Regions from separate parts of the Zea mays genome. Here region 1 is linked to region 2. The links are chromatin contacts, called in public Hi-C maps. All regions are on one chromosome and are shown on one strand. Each heading gives the region's core, a stretch centred on a gene start, on an enhancer-like site or on the middle of the called end of the contact. The rest is flanking DNA. Distances are from core to core; before and after follow the strand shown.

Region 1 (4,607 bases), core at 2,102-4,601, 200 kb before region 2:
ATATATATATATATATATATATATATATATATATATATATATATATATATATATATATATATATATATATGCAATGGTGATTACAATACATGCTTATCTCTACCTTGCCTGCCCCCCTATGGACTTTGAATCCCATCTCCATGACAACGCTCTCGATCTTGTCAAATAGATCCTTGGGTGGGTGCGTCGAAGTGAACCGAATCTTTCTTTGCGCTGCATCCTGCAATGGATCCAGGAACCATAGAATAGAAGTGAGGTGACTTTTCATGCATGTCTCGCTTTTTATGAACATTCAATGAACTGTACAAACAAAACACAAACCTCTTCCTCGAAGAAACCAGAAAGGTCAAGGGAAGAGGCCATCCCGATCAACTGAAAAGCGTTGATAGGAGAACACTTCTCTTGCGCCGGCTCATCGATTGGCTTCAGGAAGAAGAAACCAAAACAGTCAGCTTTAATTAATACAAGAAACCAAAAGAATCGAGTAGTTCCTCCCATTCTCTCTCCTCTCACAGCTTTACACACCTTTATCGAGGGAGCTGGACTAGGAAGGACGTCTTCGTCATCATCGTGCGGAACAGCAGGCACGTAGTCCTTCTTGAACCACTCGTGCTCCCTGATCCCCGCGACGTTGATCCTCTTCATCGGATTCGGTTGGAGGATCCTCTTGAGAAGGTCCTGCGCGGCAGGCGAAAGCCACTTGGGGATCTGACAGTCTCCCTTGAAAATCTGTAACACCCACAGAGCAATCTCAGAGCTTGTGTAGATTTGCTAAAATTCCAGAGCTTGCTTTGTACTGATATATGCCAACCTTCTGATAAAGAACGACGAGGTTCCTGTCGTCGAAGGGAAGGCAGCCAACAAGCATCACGTAGAGGATCACCCCACACGACCAGAGATCTGACAAGGAGCCGTCATAGCCTCTGTTTTGCAGAACCTGGCATGAATTTAGCACAGAATCAGCACAGCCGAGAGGAGAGAAACTGATGAAATGAAACTGCTTGCTGCCGGTTCTTTAAATACCTCAGGAGCTATGTAGTTGGGGCTGCCACATGTTGTGTGCAGAAGTCCGTCACTCTGAAAGGTGTGAAGCGCATGTCGTTTGGTAAATTATGCATACATACAGAGGAATCATCGCATACAGAGCAACCAAACCATGCCATCGTACCCCGAGATGTTGAGGTAGAGCGCTGAGGCCGAAGTCAGAGATCTTGATGGTGCCCTTCCGATCAACAAGGACATTCTCTGGCTGTAACAGACAGAAGAATAAAAGAAGCAAACTGCTGTCACGGACAGAAGAATCAAGCAAAGCCCTAGTTGAGTTTGAGTTCCACGCTGACAAGTATATATGAATGCAAGAGAAGCAACTGAACTGACGGTGAAGGCTACCTTGAGGTCTCGGTGGTAGACACCTCTGTCATGGCAATAGCTGACGCCGTCGATTAGCTGCTGGAAGAGCCTCCTGCCCTCGTGTTCGGACAGTTTCCCCTTGATAGCCTTTTGTGTGTAAAACAGCGCGTTAGAAAACAGGAGCGTTAGAAAGATGAATTTTTACGTGCAAACAAACAGCGCGTTTTGACGACGTGTGGGCTTACGATCTTGTCGAAGAGCTCGCCGCCGTTGACAAACTCAAGCACCATGTAGATCTTCGTTTTACTGGCAGCAACCTGCAGAGAAAAAGGTTGGTCTCAATATCAGTCACCCACACCTCTTTTTTTTTTTTTTTTTTTGCTTCCAGTTGCAAACAAACACGATTCCTATTTACTGTTATTTTCAGCAACTAGGGCCTGAATGAGATACGGGTACAACAGTAATCTTTCCCTGCATCCTTTTTCTTTCCCCGGCCCTCGTCACAATTATTACCCTGCATGCTCAAGGCTTCTTTGGTGGTGGTGGTGGTACTAGGCGTACTCGATGCCAAAGGCTTCTTTAGGTAGGTGCACCAAATCATCAAAAAAAAAAAAAACCCAAACTGCTCGGCGGGTCTCGTCTCTGTGCTCCGGCCTCCGGAACGGCGATTGCTGCTGCTCAGCTTGGGAGCACAGAGACCACCGGTCACACCAAGGCGCACAGAGTTGGTGGCCGCGGCCAGCGGCCCGGGGGGGAGGATAGAGGAGCAGCCAAGGGGGCCCCGCGGAACACGTGTGCGGGGCCCGTGCGACAAGTGTTGCGTCGCGGGCAGGCCCACGCGGTGTGGGGTGACTTGGTGCACCCAGCTCACGACGATGCATGCATAATACTCCAGCAGTACCTGCCTGGCCAGATGTACCGGGACCGTGTGAGGCCGACGTGGCGGGGCCACCAGGAAGCCGGCCACATGGCTCGACGGGTAGCCCAAGAGGCATGCGTACCGCGCGCGGTGGGCCCGCCCCCTTCGTGTGCCGTGTTGCTCTACTGTGCCGAAACGGGAACCGTCCCGGCCGGTGGTCGGTTTCATTTGTACAAGTGGAGACGAGACGGTCACGGACCTGACGCTCCGGATGGGATCGCTTTCGTATCCGGCACACTGCGACTGTGTGAAACTGTGGCCTGAGATGTCTCGCTTGGAATGCATGTGGTTTTCGTCACAGAATCAAAGGACATGACTTTTTTTTCCTTGTTATTATTACTACAAGCAATTTCACAAAAAACCTGGCGAAAAATCGTATCGTTTTCTCGCGATTTTTTTTCCTGAGCGTAATTCCAGGAGCCCGTGAGCCTTCTTCCTTCCTTTTTTTTTCCCCCTTTGGCTTTGGAACCCCGAGAGGCGAAGAGCCCGTGAACTATAGACTCTCGAGTCTCGACAGGCCTCTCTCTCTACTTGCAGGTGCATGTGGCGTGGCGAGGCGAAACCGCTTTATGCCCAGGACAGGGGCTCATATTCCGGTAGCGGCCGGAGTAAAAACTCCGGCGGAGATGCCGTGCGGCGTGGATCGAAGGACCGGACGTCAGCCAAAGCTCCCGCCGGTGTTTTCCGCGTGAACAGCGTTGAGAAGCAAGCGACGAGAGCTAGCAGAGAGAAAAGAGATCCTTTGTTTTGTGTTTGTGTGTGTGTGTGACGAAAGAGTCTCATCCCGGCCGCGCAAGCAAAAACCGCTAATCCTTTGGTTCCAAGTAAAAGCCAGATGGTCCGTTACTTGCAGGACAGTACAACTGGACAGCTAGCCTAATAATCCCTTACGGAGCACAGCAAGTTCATTTTCTAGCGTCATGGAATGGAAGTATACGGGATCGGATCCTATCTTACCAGTCCAGCAGACAAGGGGAATTGGTCCAGCTGGAGCTGGAAGGAGCGAGGAGGAGAAGGATCCAATCCAAGAAGAAATGAAGGAACGATACGAAAGGGGAGGTTTGAAGCAAGTTCGGTGTGCCACGCACCTCGTGCAAGCGGACGACATTCGGGTGCTTGAGCAGCTTGAGCGTCCCGATCTCCCTCCTGATCTGCAAACAGCGCCAGCGCAAAGCGAAATGGACGAAGAAGCCGCCGTCAGCATGCTCGGCGGACCGGACCGGACTGGAATCTGAAACGGCTAGCGCGCGGCGGCGAAACACGTGTGTGGCATGCCCAACCTGGTCGTCGATGCGGAGGGAGAGGATCTTGCTGCGGTCGAGGATCTTGATGGCGAAGTGGCCGCCGCTGGCGATGTGGCGCGCGTACTTCACCTTGCCGAAGTTGCCCTCGCCGAGGGTCCGCCCGATCTCATACCTCCCCAGCAGCGACGCCCGCGTGCACTCCGCGTCCGCCCGCCGCTCGCCGTTCACCATTCACAAACGCGCGGCCGAGAGGGCTCGCTCGTGTGTGACCGGACACGGCCCCGCCTTGCTCCGTCGATCCCTCTTTCTCTCTGTCTGTCTGTCTTCGCAGCTCTGGAATGGATGAGGCAGCAAGGGAGGGAGGTGGAAGGAGAGGGTGGAAGGGGGCGGGGTACTTATAGCTCCTGCCTGCTCTTCTTCTAGCCTCATCACAGTCGTCTACTCGTCTACCCTTCTCCTCTTCCCTTGTCTCTTGTGTGGCAGGCAGCCCTGCCCTTTCGCTTGCTTGCTTGCTTGCGCTCCGTCGCCTCAGCCTCAGATTCCGTGAGATGTAACCCGGATGGGCAACTGGTAAACGCACACGCAAAAGCCTCTGCTCTGTCCACGATTATATTACTATTAAACAAAACAAATGGGACAAATCCACGCGGCCTTGCTGCTGCTACGTCCACCAGGCCTCCGCGTAGCAGCCAGGTCAATGAACGCTCCCCTCAGTTTGATCCTCTTAGCTAGCTCTATGTTCATTGCTGATAACGCGAATCAAATTCACCAGTTCCGCTAGGCAGTCAGAGAGAAATAGCGAGATTGCTTGGCCGAGTGGCTATAAACTCTTGACACAGATATACATACTAGTCGGTTGCCCGTACTGTCCGTAAACTATCCACCAAACAGATCTTAAATTTTTTTATTGATTGTCTTCACTCTTCGCATAATATTTTTTTTATTTGACTAACTGATATTGTTGTTTACTCCATGTCTCCATCTAATATGTCTCGGTACAACACGGCTAATGAAGAGAGCGATTAGAAAAGAGTTCACAACGACTGACTGAACGAACAGAAAATATAGAATGGCATAATTTCACCATATATAGA
Region 2 (5,082 bases), core at 1,177-3,676:
ACAAGGCAAAGATTTGTCCAAGGCTTTGAATGGGCGTTTACTCAAGCAGTATAATCCTAGTATGTGGCAAGATGCTTAAGAAAACCGATGTAATCACATCGAGTTAGTTGCTTTTGGTTCGCTCAGCTCCACCAAAAGGCAGGGGGCATATGTTGAGCACCAAATTGAGCGGGCGGATGGTCCGCACTGGTGGTCCGGACGGTCCGCGCGCAGAGCCAATTATGGTTCTGAGTTTCTTGCTATGGTTGTTAGCTAAATTCGCGGAATTAGCCCGGGAGATTGGTTTGTCACGAGTCCAGCCCCCTCCTCTATAAATATAGAGGAATACGGCCGATTAATAATCAACAATCGAATCAAAATCAGTTTATCTCTTGTTTTTACCTTAGGCATTAGAAGTAGTTCTAGTTTAGCTTCACAATCCCCAAATTCTTCGCTTTTCTTCGGCTCTACGTCGATTAGAGATGTCTAGGTCGGCATGCTGACTCTAGACAACACCTAGAATCTCTCCTCTCCGACGGGGTCCCTCCCGGGAGTGAGATTCAGGCGCCGTCGGCGAACTCCGCCGCCCTTGCGCACGCGCGGATCGGACCGTCCGGCCTATAGGCGCGGACCGTCCGACTCGTCAGGCAGGGAACCCTAGCCCTGCTCCAGGTCACGGACCGTCCGTCCCCTTGCCGCGGACTGTCCGCACCTGTGCAGAGAGCACCGCCGCCGATTCTCACGCAGTGATTGGTGTCCGGATCGGCGCCAACACTATCGAGTACATGTTATTCTATGGGTTCTAAACAACGCCTTAAAAAAGAAGACTACATCTAGATCTAGCATATGATAGGTTACATATGCATGGGTCATGTGACGAGGCTTGACGGCTGTGACGGTCAGCCTATAGGACGCATGGAATGATGGAATGGACGACTCAACAACTCATCGCGTGTTCAAACTAAATAAGGCCATCATTCATGTGTTGGCTGCTATATATATATACCGTCTGTGGAATTCTTGGCACATATACATACACTCCACGAAATACCGTCGTTATTGTTGTTCGATTACTACGGGTCTGTTTGGTTGCCTGTATCTGCGCGTGCTTGCATCACAGGATGCGGGTAGCTGCTGTTTGGTTGCTGTGAGCCAGGCTATGCGCGTGCGAGCTCTGTGTTTGGTTGCCTGCATGTAGATTTGGATTCAGGCTCGCACGATCCTTAAAGCACTCTGGGCCAGGCTCACCAGATACGTTTAGATTGGTCGCATCTCTAGAGCCAGGCTCCAGTGATCCTGGCTCACACAGCCAGGTTGGCGAGAGAAACCAACCAAACGTACTAGTACAAGGATGACAAATCGAACCAAGACTCTGTTCAAACTTCAAAGTAAAGTAGCCACCATGCATGCGTAGGCCCTTAGTCCGTTAAGACGATGGATTGTATTATATAGGAAAGGAGTTTATTATTGTTACTGATGCATCATCTGCATCATGACACATACTATACAAGTTAGCTGGAACCAATATTCAATAGAGACCACTTGTAGTACATATATACATATGCATTAACACTTGGTTAATAATGCCAACTTTCTATTTCGTAGCCTGTAGTTTAATTTGTTTTCAGTGTTCTTGATATATTGTAACCCAACCTTCTCTCGTGTAATATTATTTTTATCTATATATTAAAGGAGACAGCTGGCCGGCCTTCATAAACCATAGACTGCTCCAATATAATATATATCTTGCTTAATAACGTATCCATTTTAGAGGAAAACAACATAGGTATATATACATAATAAATGGTTTAGGGGGTGTTTAAATGCACTAAAGATAATAATAGTTAGTTGTCTAAATATATAATTGCTAGTAAAATTAGCTAGCTAACTATTAGCTAATTTGCTAAAAGTAGCTAATAGCTGAACTATTAGCTAGATTGTTTGGATGTCTTCAACTAATTTTAGTTACTAACTATTAGCTCTAGTGCATTCGAACACCACCTTAAACTTGATAAAGAGAATTCTAGAAATAATATAATATAATATAATGGCAGATTTTGTTGTAGGATATCTGACTTCAATGAAATTATCCAATTCAAACCACCAACGTTAAAATACGGCTTGTATCATTATGAAATCGTGCATATTTGTTATAAAACACCGCACTGATTATTTTGTTTATTTCTCATTTTTCATCCTGTTTCTCCTCCGGCGGGCATCTCCCATGGCCAAAACCTCTATTTCTCCAGCCAAGTTGGCCCTACACGCGAAGGTTCTCTCCAACCCCGTCGCGTGCTGCTGCACATCTCCGCTACCGCCGCCACGCCAACCGTAGAGCAACGACAACACCCTTCCCACAATGAAAAAGAGGTGCCGACGAGGGTGACGGTATAGCCCATGGCAAGGACGCATTAGAGGAAGAAGACCCGGCCCCGCGAACGCTGGGAGACCATAGAGGGTCACATGGGGCACGTTTGCGACCTGTGGCCCGACGGCTTTGCAACGTCCGTGTTTGTGTGGCCGGGCTTTTCCGGAGCTTGATTCTGCGCGTCCAAAAGTGACTCTTCTGTCTGGCTCCTAGAAAACGAAGGCAGTCTCCATTTTTTAGAGCTCGGCTGCTCGTGGCGTAAACCAGCTGCGCATGGCTGCTCTTAAGAAACGAAAGTGGTTCTTAGGGTCTGTTTGGTTGGGCTGTGGCTGTGAAAAAAGCTGCTGTGGGCTGTGAGCTGTGAGAAAAGCTGCTGTGGGCTGTGAGCTGTTAAAAAGCTAAAAAGTGTTTGGTGGAAACCACTAAAAGTCGCTAAAAGTTTTTCCATATATATTTTCACAGTTCCATCCAAAAGCCGCTAAAAGCAGGTCTAGAGGTGCTTTCAGTTTTGCACTGCAAGAAAGTCGGCTTTTAGAAAAAGCTGCTTCCTAGATCCAGCCCTTTGGTTTGGCTTTTGGCTTTTAGGAGGTAAAAGCCAAAGCCAAAAGCCAAACCAAACGCACCTTTAGTCTGGCTGCCTACATGTGGCAAACATCGGCTCACTTAGAACATACTTATTTGATACAAGTGCACAAAGAAAATATGTTACAACAATGGGACCGGTTAGCTTCAGCTTGAAACACACGAGCGGGACGAGCCGACCAGATACGTGTCGCAAACATGCCTTGGTGGCGTAGAAGGTGCGGGACCGTTGGATTAATGGGCTTGGCCCAAATTAAGCAATTCAATTAAATTCTAAAAATTATGAAAAGACTATGTATATGAGAGATGGCAAGAGATGGTGGGAACCATAGTACCATATTGCTAGCCCAGATTGAGTGAGACCTGTTTATATGTGGTGACATCCCTCTTCCTTCAAGTCATAGATAAAGGGAGAGAGGATGGAATACCATACACGCGCGCTTGCTTGCCTGGCCTGGCTTGGGCACGGGAGAAGGGCACGAGCGTGAATGTTCTGCCAAAATCTAGCCCCTCGTCTTGTGGGGGCGCGACTTCCTTTTGCTATTTTTTATTTTTATTTTTGATGTGGTTGCTTGGATGTTAAGTTTAGAGTCATTATCCGATCACGACCAGATCGAGACGTGCGTCCTTATCAGATCATGTATAGGTCTTGATGCGAGTCCTTATCTCCAAATCGAGGGACTACATGTAGCTCTATAAGAGCAACTCCAAGAGTCTAGATATAATCTTAACTAAATTTAGAGTTTTATGAGGTCCCTAAAAAATTGACAACCTTCTAAATGGTAGGGTAAACCTATAGACAACCTTATAAATGGTAGGGTAAACCAACAGACTCTCCAAATATTGTCTATCAAGAAAGATGGAGACATTTATGTTGTTCTAGTATGGTTTAGGGTTGATCATTCACCAGCCATTAATTGCTCATGCAGCGGCATCAACCCATGAAGCAAACCCCGCATGCATGGTGCCGTTCACGCGATTGTGGATACGACCATGATGCTCTTGCTGGACAAGGAGCTGGTCAGTCTCAGCGCCCTCATGGTGCTCCCCAGTGCCCAAGCCCAGCTTCGATGGCTCCACGAGTCGGTGCCCCTCGTGCTCCCGCTGCTCTCGTCGTCGGGTGCCGAGAGACAGTAGGATGACGAAGGCGGGGCCGCAGTGCCTAGGCAGCCGCTGAAGAACCTGACACACTTGACGCGGTGGCATTGGCCCTACTCGTGTTCGTCGCCGCCGCCCTGGTGGCCTAGCGTGTCCGCGGCCTTGGGCTTGACCGCTTGGGGAGCTCACGATGGGACTGTGAGAGTCGACGTGTCGGAGCGTGCAACTATCGAAGTCGGTGGATAGACGCTCCAGTAAGTCTACCGAGAAGCTGTGGCTGCAGCAGCCGACTAAGAGTGACCTCGCAACCTTCCATCCGAACGACGATGATGACAACAATCCCTCGCTGCGACAGGAGGGTGCACGAGAAGAGAAATACGTGAGCACCCGCATGGAAGAAAAGAGATGGTGAGGCGGATGAACTAGTCAAAGATGTCGAGCGAACTGGATAGGATACCGAGTAGAATAGAATAGCGAAGAAGAATGAGAGCTTGTTGGATTGAGTTTTGATCATCATTTTTCTATTTTTACCGATGCTTATCGGTTTAGCTAGGCTCTTGGAGTTGCTCTAAATTGCGCCTAACAGTCGCCGCCAGAATCATCCCAATTCGTGAAATCTAGGTTTTGCCTATCTCGTTGTTGTGCCGCCGTTGTAGTCTTCTTCATCTCGAGCGTCGGCGTGCATCTGCGATCGGGAGAGTAGGTCTTTGGAATCCTTCGTCTTTGAGATCCTGCACCGGGAGAGGAAAATAAGGTTTTTGGGAAGCAACTTCTCACGACTGCTCGCGTTCTTCCCGACTACCATTGCCGCCTTCTTCCTTGCTGTGCCACGATGCCATCCAATATGTCTAAACAATATGCACCTTCTGATCTAATCTTATATGTAAGTTTATCTATTGTTATAGATCATTAGATCTATTCTGTGTATCGGTTTATTTGCATGTTAGAGAATAACATGCTAGTTTCTTTTGTGTTATTCATGATTTATGTTCGAAATTTAACTTAGAAATTGTTTACTTATTCAACATTCCATGGAACCTTACTGTAGATAGTTT

What was found. Hi-C and Micro-C count contacts between places; a contact is called where the count stands out from the background.
Region 1: a Hi-C map of tassel shows a contact between it and region 2, with 5 times the contacts expected there. The contact joins the promoter of LOC111591128 here to the enhancer-like site in region 2. A contact is called at or near these places in 4 of 25 Hi-C or Micro-C datasets (bundle sheath, ear, leaf and 1 more) and 1 of 3 datasets of contacts at active chromatin or transcription factors (leaf).

Annotation. Positions count from the first base shown.
Region 1 is chr3:51,082,336-51,086,942 of Zm-B73-REFERENCE-NAM-5.0, reverse strand. LOC111591128 reads right to left here and starts at 3,351. Exons shown (of 1, transcript XM_023301969.1): 1 at 1,712-3,351. The coding sequence starts at 2,554. The coding sequence ends at 1,781. LOC100037796 (protein kinase-like) reads right to left here and starts at 4,261. Exons shown (of 13, transcript NM_001112497.2): 1 at 3,550-4,261; 2 at 3,358-3,420; 3 at 1,596-1,667; 4 at 1,390-1,497; 5 at 1,169-1,249; 6 at 1,024-1,077; 7 at 812-937; 8 at 526-729; 9 at 322-423; 10 at 104-220. The coding sequence starts at 3,744.
Region 2 is chr3:50,877,880-50,882,961 of Zm-B73-REFERENCE-NAM-5.0, reverse strand. No RefSeq gene overlaps it. Among protein-coding and RNA genes, the nearest start is that of LOC109944812, 93 kb to the right of the region's middle. Within about 2 kb of position 2,426, at least 9 of the 20 cell types and tissues checked have an H3K27ac peak or open chromatin away from gene starts, as enhancers often do. A contact at or near this core is called in bundle sheath, leaf and tassel, where this site is marked.